2 separate regions of the Lactuca sativa genome follow, and region 1 is linked to region 2. A link is a contact called in public Hi-C data. All regions are on one chromosome and are shown on one strand. The core of a region is the stretch at or near the end of the contact, and the rest is flanking DNA. Distances in the headings are between cores, read along the strand shown. Region 1 holds the start of LOC111921771 (receptor protein kinase TMK1). Region 2 holds the start of LOC111919272 (adagio protein 3).

What was found. A called contact is a pair of places that touch in the nucleus more often than the background predicts.
Region 1: a contact with region 2 is called in a Hi-C map of seed, with 8 times the contacts expected there. The contact joins the promoter of LOC111921771 here to the promoter of LOC111919272 in region 2. A contact is called at or near these places in 2 of 4 Hi-C or Micro-C datasets (leaf and seed).

The regions. Positions count from the first base shown.
Region 1 is chr3:223,613,850-223,620,524 of Lsat_Salinas_v11, reverse strand. It overlaps LOC111921771 (receptor protein kinase TMK1), which reads right to left and starts at 3,031. Exons shown (of 2, transcript XM_023917356.3): 1 at 431-3,031. The coding sequence starts at 2,744.
Region 2 is chr3:222,734,171-222,740,537 of Lsat_Salinas_v11, reverse strand. LOC111919272 (adagio protein 3) reads left to right here and starts at 3,167. Exons shown (of 3, transcript XM_023914869.3): 1 at 3,167-3,535; 2 at 3,977-5,019; 3 at 5,092-5,851. The coding sequence starts at 3,255. The coding sequence ends at 5,690. LOC111919273 (phragmoplastin DRP1C) reads right to left here. Exons shown (of 16, transcript XM_023914870.3): 15 at 6,290-6,367; 16 at 5,727-6,109. The coding sequence ends at 5,984.

The DNA of each region.
Region 1 (6,675 bases), core at 1,782-4,281, 880 kb before region 2:
ATACAATTACCAGAAACCGATGATAAACGAGGGTAAATTTGTAAACTACTACTTATTGGGGAAACTCTTCGTCGTACAATAAAACATTAAACGTTATTTATGCTTAAATTATACATATAGCTTATGCCTTGTCCATTACATAAAAAAGAAATGTAAATTTTCCTAATGCATTAATAGTGTTGTTTTTTCTTAATGGACTATTAAATGGATTACGTAAGGAGGCTTTTTCCTTTTCACTTGATACAAATAAAACCGCTTACTAGAGAAAGTCATATGAGGTTTCTCCGTGAAGTGCTAAACATCTATCGTTTCCTTTGATTTTCCCAAATGTATGGTTATTTTCTCAAATATCTTTATTTTTAACATCACACCAAGCCATTGACATATAAAAGTAGAGTAACAAAATGTGGATCAAAATGAGAAGGAATACCAGCGTATTCAGGAGCAAGATAACCAAAAGTGCCAGCTAATCTTGTGACGAGGGAAGCTTTCCCATCAGGGGCGAGTCGAACGAGTCCAAAATCAGCAACTTTAGCCCGCATATCATCACCAAGAAGAATATTAGACGGTTTAAGATCTCTATGAATAAAACTTTGTTGTGCCAAACCATGTAAATACTCAACACCTCTAGCAACATCTAATGCAATTATCAATCTTTTTGTCCATTCAAGCGGTTTCAAACCTTCTTCTTGCCAATCAAATAAAAACCGACTTAGTGTACCTTGAGGCATATACTCATAAACAAGAAGCCTCTCATTTCCATCCAAACAATATCCAAGAAGTGCCACCAAATGCCTATGCCTAACCTTTGTTAAAACAGCTATTTCAGATTTAAACTCATCCAGCCCCTTTTCACTCATCACACCCGACTCCATCCTTTTAACCGCAATCTTGGTCCCATCATGTAACTCGCCTTTGTAAACTGTCCCGAACCCTCCTCTTCCCAATATATTATTCGGGCTGAAATTATTTGTCACATTTTTCAAAACTTGAATTGAAATCACCATGTTCCCAGCTTCCACGATGTGGATGTCACTTGGGCCACTACTCGTGTGACTAAAGGATTCGTTTGTGGGGGCACTTGAACCTGCGATTGTGATCTTCACCCCGTCCCCATCAGATGCTGAATGCCGGGGGTGGATCACCATCGTGTTTTGATATGGGATACGGTTAGTTTGCTTTCGTTTAGCTTTGTAGACACAGACACCCAGCAATCCCGCGAAAAAAACCGCACAAACACCACCAACCACCGATCCCACCACCACGCCGGTGTTTGAACTTTTCCCACCACCGCCACCTCCTCCTCCGTTTGGCTTACTCCCGCCGCCGCCGCCAGAAGGGGAAACCGGTGTCAGACTTGGACCCGCCTTTCCGATATCAAGATTCCCTTCGGTCTTCACGTTAACGGTTTTGCTAAAATCCGGAACTGGTCCGTAAAGATGATTATTCGAAAAATCAATCGCAATCAAACTGGGTAAATCTTTGAGTTCATCGGGTATAGTTCCGGTAAGATTATTATTTGAAAGAATCAACCTTTGAAGTGATTTAAAGGACGCAAATTTGGGAGAAATGGTTCCTGTTAGACCCATTTTTTGAAAATTAATCACAGTTATATTCCCATCGCTGGAACATGTGATCCCTAACCATGAATTACACGGATCGTTTCCCTTCCAATTATCAGCAAAAGTATGCGGGTAACCCACAGATTCTGCCACACCAAGCAGAATATCAACACGATTATCACAAGGAGCACCAGGATTCGGTAAACAGAAACTATTAAGCCCGCTTAAATCAACAGCCACAGTCTTATCAAAACTTGGAGTAGGTCCCTGTAAGAGATTATTAGTCAGGTTCACAACTTTTAAAGATTGTAAACCTAATAAAGATTGTGGAACAGGCCCTGTTAAGCTATTATCTCTTAAACTCAAATTCTGCAACTCGTTCAGACCTGAAAAATCCGGTAAAGGACCGGAAAACAAGTTCCCGTGAAGCCAAACTTCAGTCAATTGCGTCATGTTTTGAAGAACTTGGAGAGTTCCGTTTAGTTTAGACCTACTGTTCTGACCATTCAACCAAAGGCTTTGAATCGATGAACCCGAAAACGAACTCGGTAACCCACCCTCCAGATAATTAAACGATAAATGCAGAGTTGTCAGCCCCGCAAACGCATCACCGCCGAAGAAATCCGGGATTTTTCCTGTGATGTTGGCCGACGTCGCCGAGAAAACTTGCAAAGTGGAGGCGGATTTTAAACTGTCCGGGATAGACCACGAACTAAAACCGTTGTAATCCAGATAAACGTGTTGTAAAGAAGACATACCGTCGAAGAAATCGGTAGGTATTGAAGTTAAACTGTTGTTACTGAGTAAAAGGTTCTGGAGCTGAGTTAACCCGGCGAGACTCGGGAGTGAGCCGGTGAGTTGATTGTTTTGAAATTCCAGAACTTGTAGTTCCGTGAGGTTGTTGAGTGTCTGCGGAAGATAACCTTTGAGGTTCTGGTTACCGGCTTGGATCCTGGTGACCCGGTTGTCTCTTGAGCACTGAATTTGCTGCCATTTACATGGATTAGGATCAGACCAATCGAGTGATTTGGGTGGACTGAGATTCGATTTCAGAGCCTGCATTACAACAGCATCGTTCGCGCTCGACTGTGACTGAACAAAAATGATCGAAACAGACAAGAAATAGACGATAAACAGGAGAAATCCACCAAAATTTTCATAACCCAGAAAGGGTTTCATCATTTCAAACGCCAATCGATAATCAGAACCAGGTTCGGTTCCTCTGAGGAGTGGACTGTGGTTAGGGTTTTGTCGAGGGGTCGATGAAAATTGCAATTCCCTTTGCAGGAAATGTGTGATTGAGGAAAAAGAAGCTTTTATGAGTCCGATTGAACGGCGGTGATGAAGGTAAAGATTGAAAAGGAAAGAGAGAGAGAAAAAAGATGGAATTTTTGCAAGAAAGAGAGAGAGAATCGGGGAGGGTGAGGGATGAATGCTTTCATTACAAAAATAATGTGGAGACCAGGGATGATACAGTTGTCGCATATATGCGTGTATGTATGGTCCTTCACCTCTTTACTACACAAGTGACAAAAATGGTCCTAAGGTTACACCTAAATCATATTCGGTCCTTGTAGATCCTGGTGCTCACGTTCAACTACTTATATGTTTTCATAAAAGTATTTCCCTATATGTTAAAACTAGTTGTAAAACCCGTATATTATACGGGTTGATTAAAACAAAATGTTAAATAGAAACGATTAAATGAGAAGTTTATTTGAATTCGAAATTTGAAATAAATAAAAATTATGAGAAAAAAAACATGCAAAAAATAAATAAATTAAAACTATTGTTTAGTTATCAGACCCGTATACTAAACAGGTTAATTATAACAAAATGTTAAACACAAAGGTTTAAACTATAAATTTATTTGAAATTGAAATTGAAATTTAAAATTTAAAATTTGAAATTAATTTCATTATGGTAAGTTTAATTTATGGAAACTAATTAATAATATATTAGAAATGGAAAATGAAATAAATGACAAGTGGAAAATAAATATATCTCTAAATTATGACAAAATGACATGTGGCAAATTGAATGAGAGAATGACATGTGGCAAAATCATTCTTATTTATTAGGGTAGATTACAACCTAAAACGAAAATAAACTCATTCCTATTTCATAGGGGATAATGAGTCCGGAGGTAAAGAAAATAAATGCTAATATGCTATAACCGTAATAACTTTTTTTTTTCTAAGTCAGAAAATAAAAAACAATCACAATTATCACATTCTATCAGTAAAAATCTATGTAGATTGTCTAATCAAAATAAACACAATTATCGCACCCTATCAGCAAAAATCTATGTAGATTTTCACAGATGTGGCATGCAAAAATTATGGTTTTTTTTTTTCAAACTCTAACTTTTCGTCACTTTTTTATATGGAGTTTGTTTGGATGAACTTTTCTCATTGGTTTGTGTAATAAGTCTATCCATCAACATATCATACTCATAATTTGGAGAAAGTCATATTTTTTAGTTGTAAAGTAAAGACTCAATAAAAAAATATGGAAAATAAGCCGATTTTAAACCTTGAACTCTTTCATACAAAATATGGTTAATGTGAATTTTTCATTATGTTCCTATAGACATATCAAATTGGTTATTTGGATATATTTTGTAAGCTCCAAATTAATCATGGATCATTGGTCTTGAGGGGTTACTTTTATAGTGTGGAATTTCTAGAATTTCAATTTGTAAACCATAATTCATTCTTTGGGCCTTTAATCCAATAATCTATATGATAAGCCTTTTGGACTAATATTTCATGGACTCTCACATAAACTTAGTCAATCACTAATCAATCATTGATCGTTGGCACAAACTATATGTATTACTGATTTACTTAATCAGCCCTCTTAATATAATTAATCTCTTTTGATCGCTAAATTAATTCCAAATTAATTCTTGTCCAATATTAATTAATAATATGACTTCTCAATTAATATATTATACTTATAATATATTAACTAGATTATGACTCGCGTAAAACGTGGAAAAACATATAAAAATGTACATATAAAGGTTTTTAAAAGTTGGCATTATAAAAAAAGATAAAGTAACATAAACAAACTTAGCATTATTAGTAACATTGAAATGTCTGGAAAAAAAACAATGAAACACCTGAATATTTATAATCGCTGAAAGACCTCTTTGTAGACATAACTTTTTGTTTTATTAGTTTGATGACTTTCCTCGTCATATATGAGTACCTTCAATCCTTTTTCACTTGTGACGTGAGAAACAAAAAACATGTAACTGACAACGAGTGAAGACATATCTACGCAAGTATAATCTAACATTTGATAATCATTGTCATTCACTTTTGTTAATGACCATAACAAAATAAACAACCATGGGGAATTGGTTTCGCTGAAAACATAATGAGATTTTTTTATTAGACGGAGTTAACTTAATGCAAGGTATATAAGTAGTCTCGTTGAAGAATCTAGCATATATGATTCAGGCTTCAATTACGTATCTTCCAAGTCTAACAATCTGTAATCAGTACCATTGCATAGTACTTTGGCTTGATCGATATTACGAAGTAACATGACTGGAACACCTATTTTTAGTGTAAGTTTATGGTTGGAAATTCTAGATGTCTTAAAACCATTCAACACTACTGAAGAGTAGATTGCTTCCTCAAAAAAAAAAATTGGTACCTCTCACGAAAAGAATTTAAACTCATATATGTTTTCCTTTCATATTTCATCAATCCTAAAATGTTTTCAAAGGATGGATAAATGGTGGATACAATTGAATGAATATGGTCACCTGTAGAGTGAATGACAACGTCTTCTGGAAATTCAACTTCAGCTTCACCATCATTAGAACCACCAGTATTACCTTCACCAATTTTAAGAATCCACTCATTAAATGTTTTTGTCTCATCCAAATCATTAGTTAGACAACCAAACTAAAGCCTCATGTTTACGGTTAAACGTAAAACTGTACATTCATGTCATATTTTAGATGAATATGATGCCTGCACGATATCCTTCTAGACAATGCCACATAAAGTTGGCCAGACGAGAAACCGATTTTGGGAGATAAATACCTACATTTGGAATTGTTTGTCCCTAAGTTTTATTGATTGTCATTGTAAAACATAATCAAATTAGAAATTGTTTTCTTATCAGCTTGAATGGGAACATGTCATCTACATGCGAACATAGAGGAATCATTGGACCAAATCTCTAGAATAGTTTATTTCGACTATTAGTGATGCAACGATACCAAATAGTTTCTTTCGATGATTAGTTTTAGACATTTATTTATGGGTTTAAGATTTAGAGGGAGGGTGTGTTGCAATAAATATTAGCAAATTGGTTGAAATGAAACTTAATTGTGAATGCAAATTTGTATATGTTCTTAGCGAGAACATGCTATACTTTAAAGAACACGTAATATATTGTTCTTGTATCATCTCTCATTCGTATATAAGTATACATTAATCCTAAACAAAATAAATGGTTATTTTGTCAAAATATCTATTTAAAAACTAAAATAATATGTGAAGTTTATTCTAAAACAGACTGATGCATGTACTCTTTTTCATAATATGATTTTCATATATGAAAAACATAAACAACGATTACTTTTATAATTTGACAAATTAAAACATGATTACTTTTATATATTTAGACAAAATTTTTGTATAACAATAATTAATCGTTTAAAGATCATAATGAAATAGAGAATCGATTAATTGGTTGTTATAGTATTTTTATTTTTATAAGATGGTAACCTCGTTATGTCTTATTTAAAAACTTATATTATAATATAACTTATATATATATATATATATATATATATATATATATATATATATATATATATATATATATATATATATATACATGATAAATACAAATTTAATTAATATATTGTTATCATTCTACTTTTATTCCTCCAATAAATAAGTACGATTATAATGTAAATTATTTTAAAATAAGCTAAATAAGTTATCAGATTTACATAATAATTATATAAGTTTTAGAATTAAGACAACTAATAAAACAAAAAGATTATGGTTTAACTTCTGCATTATTAACGTAATTGTATATAAAAAGGAATAGTTTTGGTTTTTAAATGATTTTACAGAAT
Region 2 (6,367 bases), core at 1,918-4,417:
ATATATTTACGGATCTTCACACTTTTATATAAATAATGGTCTTTTCAGAAAATATCAGATTTTCTGGGTTATTTTCGTTCAAACTACACAAAACATTTTCATATCAAACCTGCTTATGAACTCACCAACATTCCATATGTTGACCGTTTTCAAAATAACTTGTATTCTCAGGTAACAGGTAGGTTGAGGAGTAGTACCAAGTATGTTAGTGTGTTGTGCTTTTGAAAACTATCAAACATTTTATGTTATGGATTTGTAATGTTAAAACAATGTACTTGATGTGAACAACGTCAGTTGTAATATATTGGTGCATGGTGATGTTTATGTTATGATTCATGTATATTCATTGTGATGATATTCAATTTAACTCACGCGAGCCCTCGGACGTTTCCGCCGTCTGGTTCGGGGGTGTGACACTAACACTCCTATGGTGTACATGCAACTCTATAAAACTTGGATCTATGTTTTCTCTATTATACATGCAAATATTATATTATCCTAGGTTTCATCCTAACTAGCATGCTATGAAGCACCTATACTACAAAGTTCTAGATAGATGACATATCTTTTGATGTAGCGTGATGTCTTCCAACTTTAAGAGCTTAGCCCCAATAGTGTGGAAGCCTCAAGTGGAATCACAAATCACCAAAACACCTTGGAAGACTTTAGAGAATATGGATACTTGGCTCACACTTATGAAATCGGTTATTGCCCTCTTTAGTGTATCCACACTAGCCACTAGCCTAATTTCATGAACCATAAGACCCTTTATATAGTGTGGAGGATTAGGGTTAAACCCTAATACCCATGACCTTTCAATTCCTAGGATCCATGGGTTAAAGCTCCATGGACTATCCATGAAGACTTAGCGCAACCTAAATGAACTTGGCCCACTACACATATATCTAAGAGTCCATATTTAATTAGTTCCTTTTGATCACTTAATTAATTCTAAATTAATTCTTGAACAATACTAATTAAATAATATGATTATATATTAATATATTAGAACTTATAATATATTAATATAAATCATAAATATATTATTCTCAAAAGACTATCCATATAAATTATGTCGGTGAAGTACAACCCAAATGGACCATGCCGGGTCGGGTCAAGTACATACCAAATATAGTTATGGACTTAGACATTAATCCAACAAAATGTTGTCAATGCTTAGCTTGAAAGACATAAAAAAAGCTGGCAAGGGACTCACTTATGAAACATAGTTGAAGGATGATTTTATTTTGGATAATTGTTAAGTGGTAAGGATAATGACAAGCTGACTCTCAGAAGTAACTACAGCGTACATGTATGATAAGAATGACAATAAAATATCAAAATACAGAAAATGGCTAACAATATGAAAATGTTTCAAGATCTAATGTATAGTACTACATCTTTTGAAAAGAAAGAAATATTCAGCCAGTAATAACCAATAAAGACTTGGGCCTGCATCCGCGGTAAGACGGGGGGGGGGGGGGGGGAGTGTTCTTCGAAATGACTGGCTGTAAAGGGCGCGTAGGCGATAAATCGAGTTGAAAGTGAAAGTCGCCAAAAAGTAGCGGAATGCTCTCGAAACCAATTCACTTGAGTGAGACAGAGGAGAGTGGAATTTCGTGTGTAAGGGTGAAATCTCTAAATATACGAAGGAACGCCAAAAGCGAAGGCAACTCTCTGGGTCCCTACCGATGTTGGGGTGCGAAAGCATGGGGAGCGCGCATGATTAGATACCCTGGTAGTCCATGCCTTAAAACGATGAGTGTTCGCCCTTGGTCTACGCGGATCAGGGGCCTAGCTAACACGTGCAACACTCTGCCTGGGGAGTACGGTCACAAGACCGAAACTCAAAGGAATTGACGGGGTCCTGCATAAGAGGTGGAGCATGTGGTTTAATTCGATACAATGCGCAAAACCTTACCAGCTAATGGTTATCCCCGAGATTCAACGAATGAATGAAGTTATGTTATGATCGTACCTGGATAGAGATGATAGTCTTCCTCTAATGTATCCAAGCCGGACATAATAGAATCGATAGGCGAAGCAGCCAATAGCAGTCTGTTCTCACCTATCGATAGATAGCAGGTTGCTTCCAAGCTCAAACCATTTAAAACAAAATTGCTACTTTTTTCTTGTTATTGATAGAATGATATTCTCCACCCCTGTTAAAGAAAGTAGAGGGAGAGTCTTTCTCCAATGAGAATAAAGAAAGTTTTTGGGCAAAACAAGAAAGGAACTCGCCCTTTGACACCAAGGGATAAGAGCGAATTGTTGGCGATGACTTGGTAAAGGGAATCTATGAGAGAAGGTTCTCGACGAACCGATTACCATTTTATTAATTTTAAATTGAAAATTTTTGAGTTATATCGTTAAGATGTTACATTTTCCCTTGATGCCAACAAGTTGTACGTTAGGCGTACTTAGGTGGTACGCTTAAGGTCATCACCATGAACTATTTTAGGTCTTAGGTTTTGGGCAACTATTAGACCCTAAGTTTTGGGATATTATTGGGCCAAAAGTCTTTTTGGGTTTAGGGCTTCAAGTATCAAAACAGAATCTGTTATTGGGTTTAGGGCTTCAAGTATCAAAACAGAATCTGAATCGCAAACAAATATTCGCGATCGAAATATCTAAATATCGAAATATTAAGGTGATATAGATGAAGATAATTGGCTGTTTAAATTAGATATTTTGTGGTAGACATACAAAAATATCTTCGGCTACGATACACGTCACATCTTGTCAATTGCGTTTGCACCGCCCCACACCCTAAATATCTTCATGTTCAATCGTTTTTTATTTTGTTATATGATAAAACTGTTACAAATTGTTTACTACTAAATTTTGATATAGATCAAGTACAATTAAGATAACAAAAAATCATTATTAATAAACAAGCCTGCTATAAAAATGATAAAAATATATAATGCTCTTCTTGATAAATAAATACATTGCAAGTATTGCATTTATTGTTTTATGTCATAAAACGAACGATCGACATGTATGTAAGATGACTTTGGTAATAAAATAGTATTATGATATGAGAGTGATGTATAAAGCAACACGTGTCCTGTTTTACGACGCGTCAATTTCGGTAACATGAAGGAAGAAAAAACAAAAAAGTTAATTTATTTATGTATGTCTTCCGGCGGATATTTTAAAAGTGGGATATTTTGATGGGTTTTTGAAAGTTCAATAAATATCTATCTCTCACCTTCCATTCACCATTCTATCTTTTCCTTGCTTGACTAGCCATGGGGATGCCTATAGACGATGAATCAGACGATCTTCAGAGGATCAAGAGGCTAAAAAGCGCCACCGATGACGACGACTACTGCTACGACGACATAGACGATGAGGAGGAGGAGAGCGGTGGTGGATTTTCGTTGAGGTTAGGCGAGTTTTTCAATCCGATGATTCCGACTTCAATTGTGGTTTCGGATGCTATGGAACCAGATTTTCCTATAATCTACGTTAATAAGGTATTCGAATCCACCACCGGTTATCGTGCCGATGAAGTCCTTGGTCGGAACTGGTATATTTCCACTTTCTCATTCCGATTTACTGCTTGTTATTTTTTTTAGTTCAAAGTTTCCCTTCCGGTTATCAAATTAGACGCTCATATGAGAGTGGACGGAAAACATGTGCTCTTCTTGTAGATCTCATAGAAAAGAGGTTTAACGAGCTCTGTGTTTTAGATTTACTTATTGAATCTATGCGTCGCTTGGTTTATTTTTGCATTTGTATCAAATTGTTGGATCTGGCTCCCAGTTTCAGTTATTTTCCAACTGGAACTTGAGAGTTGGCTACAATTAGGTTGATTGATATCGAATCCAACAGTAGGAGTTCTAGGGAGAAATTTTGCATGATAGTTGAAAAGCATAATTAATAGAGTTAAATGCAATGTATTTTTCACTTTTATTTCTTTTTATTTGTAGTTTGAGAAATGTACTTATTTGGAAATGTTTTGCCTCAGTCGTTTCTTGCAGTACAGAGACCCCCGAGCCCAAAGACGGCACCCGTTGGTGGACCCTGTGTGTGTATCAGAGATCAGAAGATGTCTGGAAGAAGGAATCGATTTCCAGGGAGAGCTTCTCAATTTCAGAAAAGACGGAACTCCATTGGTCAACCGACTAAGACTTGCTCCAATTCATGGTGATGATGGCATAGTCACACACGTAATAGGCATACAAGTATTCACAGAAGCCAAAATCGATCTAAATTCCATATCCTACCCTGTTTTCAAAGAGACTCACAACAACGACGTCCAATCTCAATCTCAATCTCTGTCTCACTCTCAATCTAATCAACAAGTAAGTGATAAATTCCACTCCCCAAACATCGAGCAACAACAACAAATCGAGTGTGGGATTCTTCAACTTTCAGATGAAGTAATGGCTCAAGACATTCTGTCTCGATTGACACCCAGAGATGTTGCTTCAATCGGATCTGTTTGTAGGCGGATCCGCCTACTTACAAAGAACGAGCATGTTAGAAAAATGGTTTGTCAGAATGCTTGGGGAAGAGAAGTGACAGGTGCATTAGAACATATGACTAATAATAAATTAGGATGGGGCCGTCTTGCTCGTGAGCTCACCACTCTTGAGGCTGTTTGTTGGAAGAAACTAAGAGTCGGAGGTACAGTCGAGCCTTCACGTTGTAATTTTAGCGCATGTGCAGCTGGAAACCGGCTTGTTTTATTTGGTGGTGAAGGAGTTAACATGGAGCCAATGGACGATACGTTTGTTCTTAATCTTGATGCTGTCAATCCCGAGTGGCGGCAGGTGAGCGTCAAGTCGTCCCCGCCAGGGCGATGGGGGCACACACTTTCCTCACTTAATGGCTCCTGGTTGGTGGTGTTTGGTGGGTGTGGGAAACAAGGATTGTTGAATGATGTGTTTGTTCTTGACTTGGATGCCAAACAACCAACCTGGATACAAGTGTTTGGCGCTGGTCCACCCCCGCCAAGATCTTGGCACAGCTCTTGCACCATAGAAGGATCAAAATTAGTTGTTTCAGGTCCGCAGTTAATTTTAATTTTATTTTAAACATGTTGTTAAAGTTGGTTTCTTATTATATCTTTATCTTCAGGCGGGTGCACAGACGCAGGAGTCCTTCTGAATGACACGTTTATCCTTGATCTGACAATGGAAAAACCGATGTGGCGAGAAATCCCGACTTCACCGGTCCCACCCTCTCGACTGGGACACTCGCTGTCTGTTTTCGGAAGAACAAAAATTCTCATGTATGGGGGTCTGGCAAACAGTGGTCACTTAAGGTTAAGATCAAGTGAGGCATATACGATGGATGTAATGGATGAGAAGCCAGAATGGAGGCTTTTGGAGTGCAATGGGTTCACAGGTGTTGGGACCCAGAGTGCTGTTGTCCCACCGCCACGGCTTGACCACGTAGCCATGAGTATGCCATGCGGGCGGGTTATAATATTTGGTGGTTCCATTGCGGGGCTGCACTCCCCTTCTCAGGTGTTTTTGTTGGACCCTGCCGAGGAGAAACCATCTTGGAGAATTTTGAATGTGCCTGGTCAACCTCCCAAGTTTGCTTGGGGTCATAGTACTTGTGTTGTTGGGGGTACCAGGGTTCTTGTGTTGGGTGGTCATACCGGTGAAGAGTGGGTGCTTAATGAGTTGCATGAGTTGTGTTTGGCAAGCAGGCAGGATGTGGACCAATGAATATTCATCTTTCTTAATTATTACTATAATATAGGATTTTGTTTCCAAGTTTTATAATTACCACAGGTTTTCCGTTGTATGTTTATAAAACTTTGATATGTATATGTATTTGAAGCTGAAAACAGTAACTATCGTAACACATCAAATTGTTTTTTAGCAAATCAAGTTCTTGTCTTTTCAACCTTAGTACACAACATAAGATGATGACGTACAAATGAACATTAACTTGTGTGAAAGTAGAGAGAGTTAGTTGTACAGATTTGTAAACGTGACGAGGCAAGGCGCTTACTTTCTCACTTCCATGAGACTGAATCGATTTCGTCTCTTGCTGACTTGTAGAGGTGAAGTCTCTTGGATAAAGTCTCTTTCTTTTCCATGAGCATTGGATCTTCGTCTAACATTCTACCAAGTTGCTCTTTCTGCATTAAAACATTCATCACCATTTAGTAAATTAAATGGTATGATGCTTATTATAACCAACTTAACTAACAATCATGGACTTTTTTTCTTTTGATTATAATATATAGGTTGCCATATGATCCACCTAATACAGTATATTACGGCATTGGAACAAATGTTTGCTAAAAAAAGATATCTACCTCTTTTCTACCGATTTGTGCATAGAAGAGATTGAGCAAAGATCTCCTTGCTTCTCGGACTTGACAATAAACAACAGC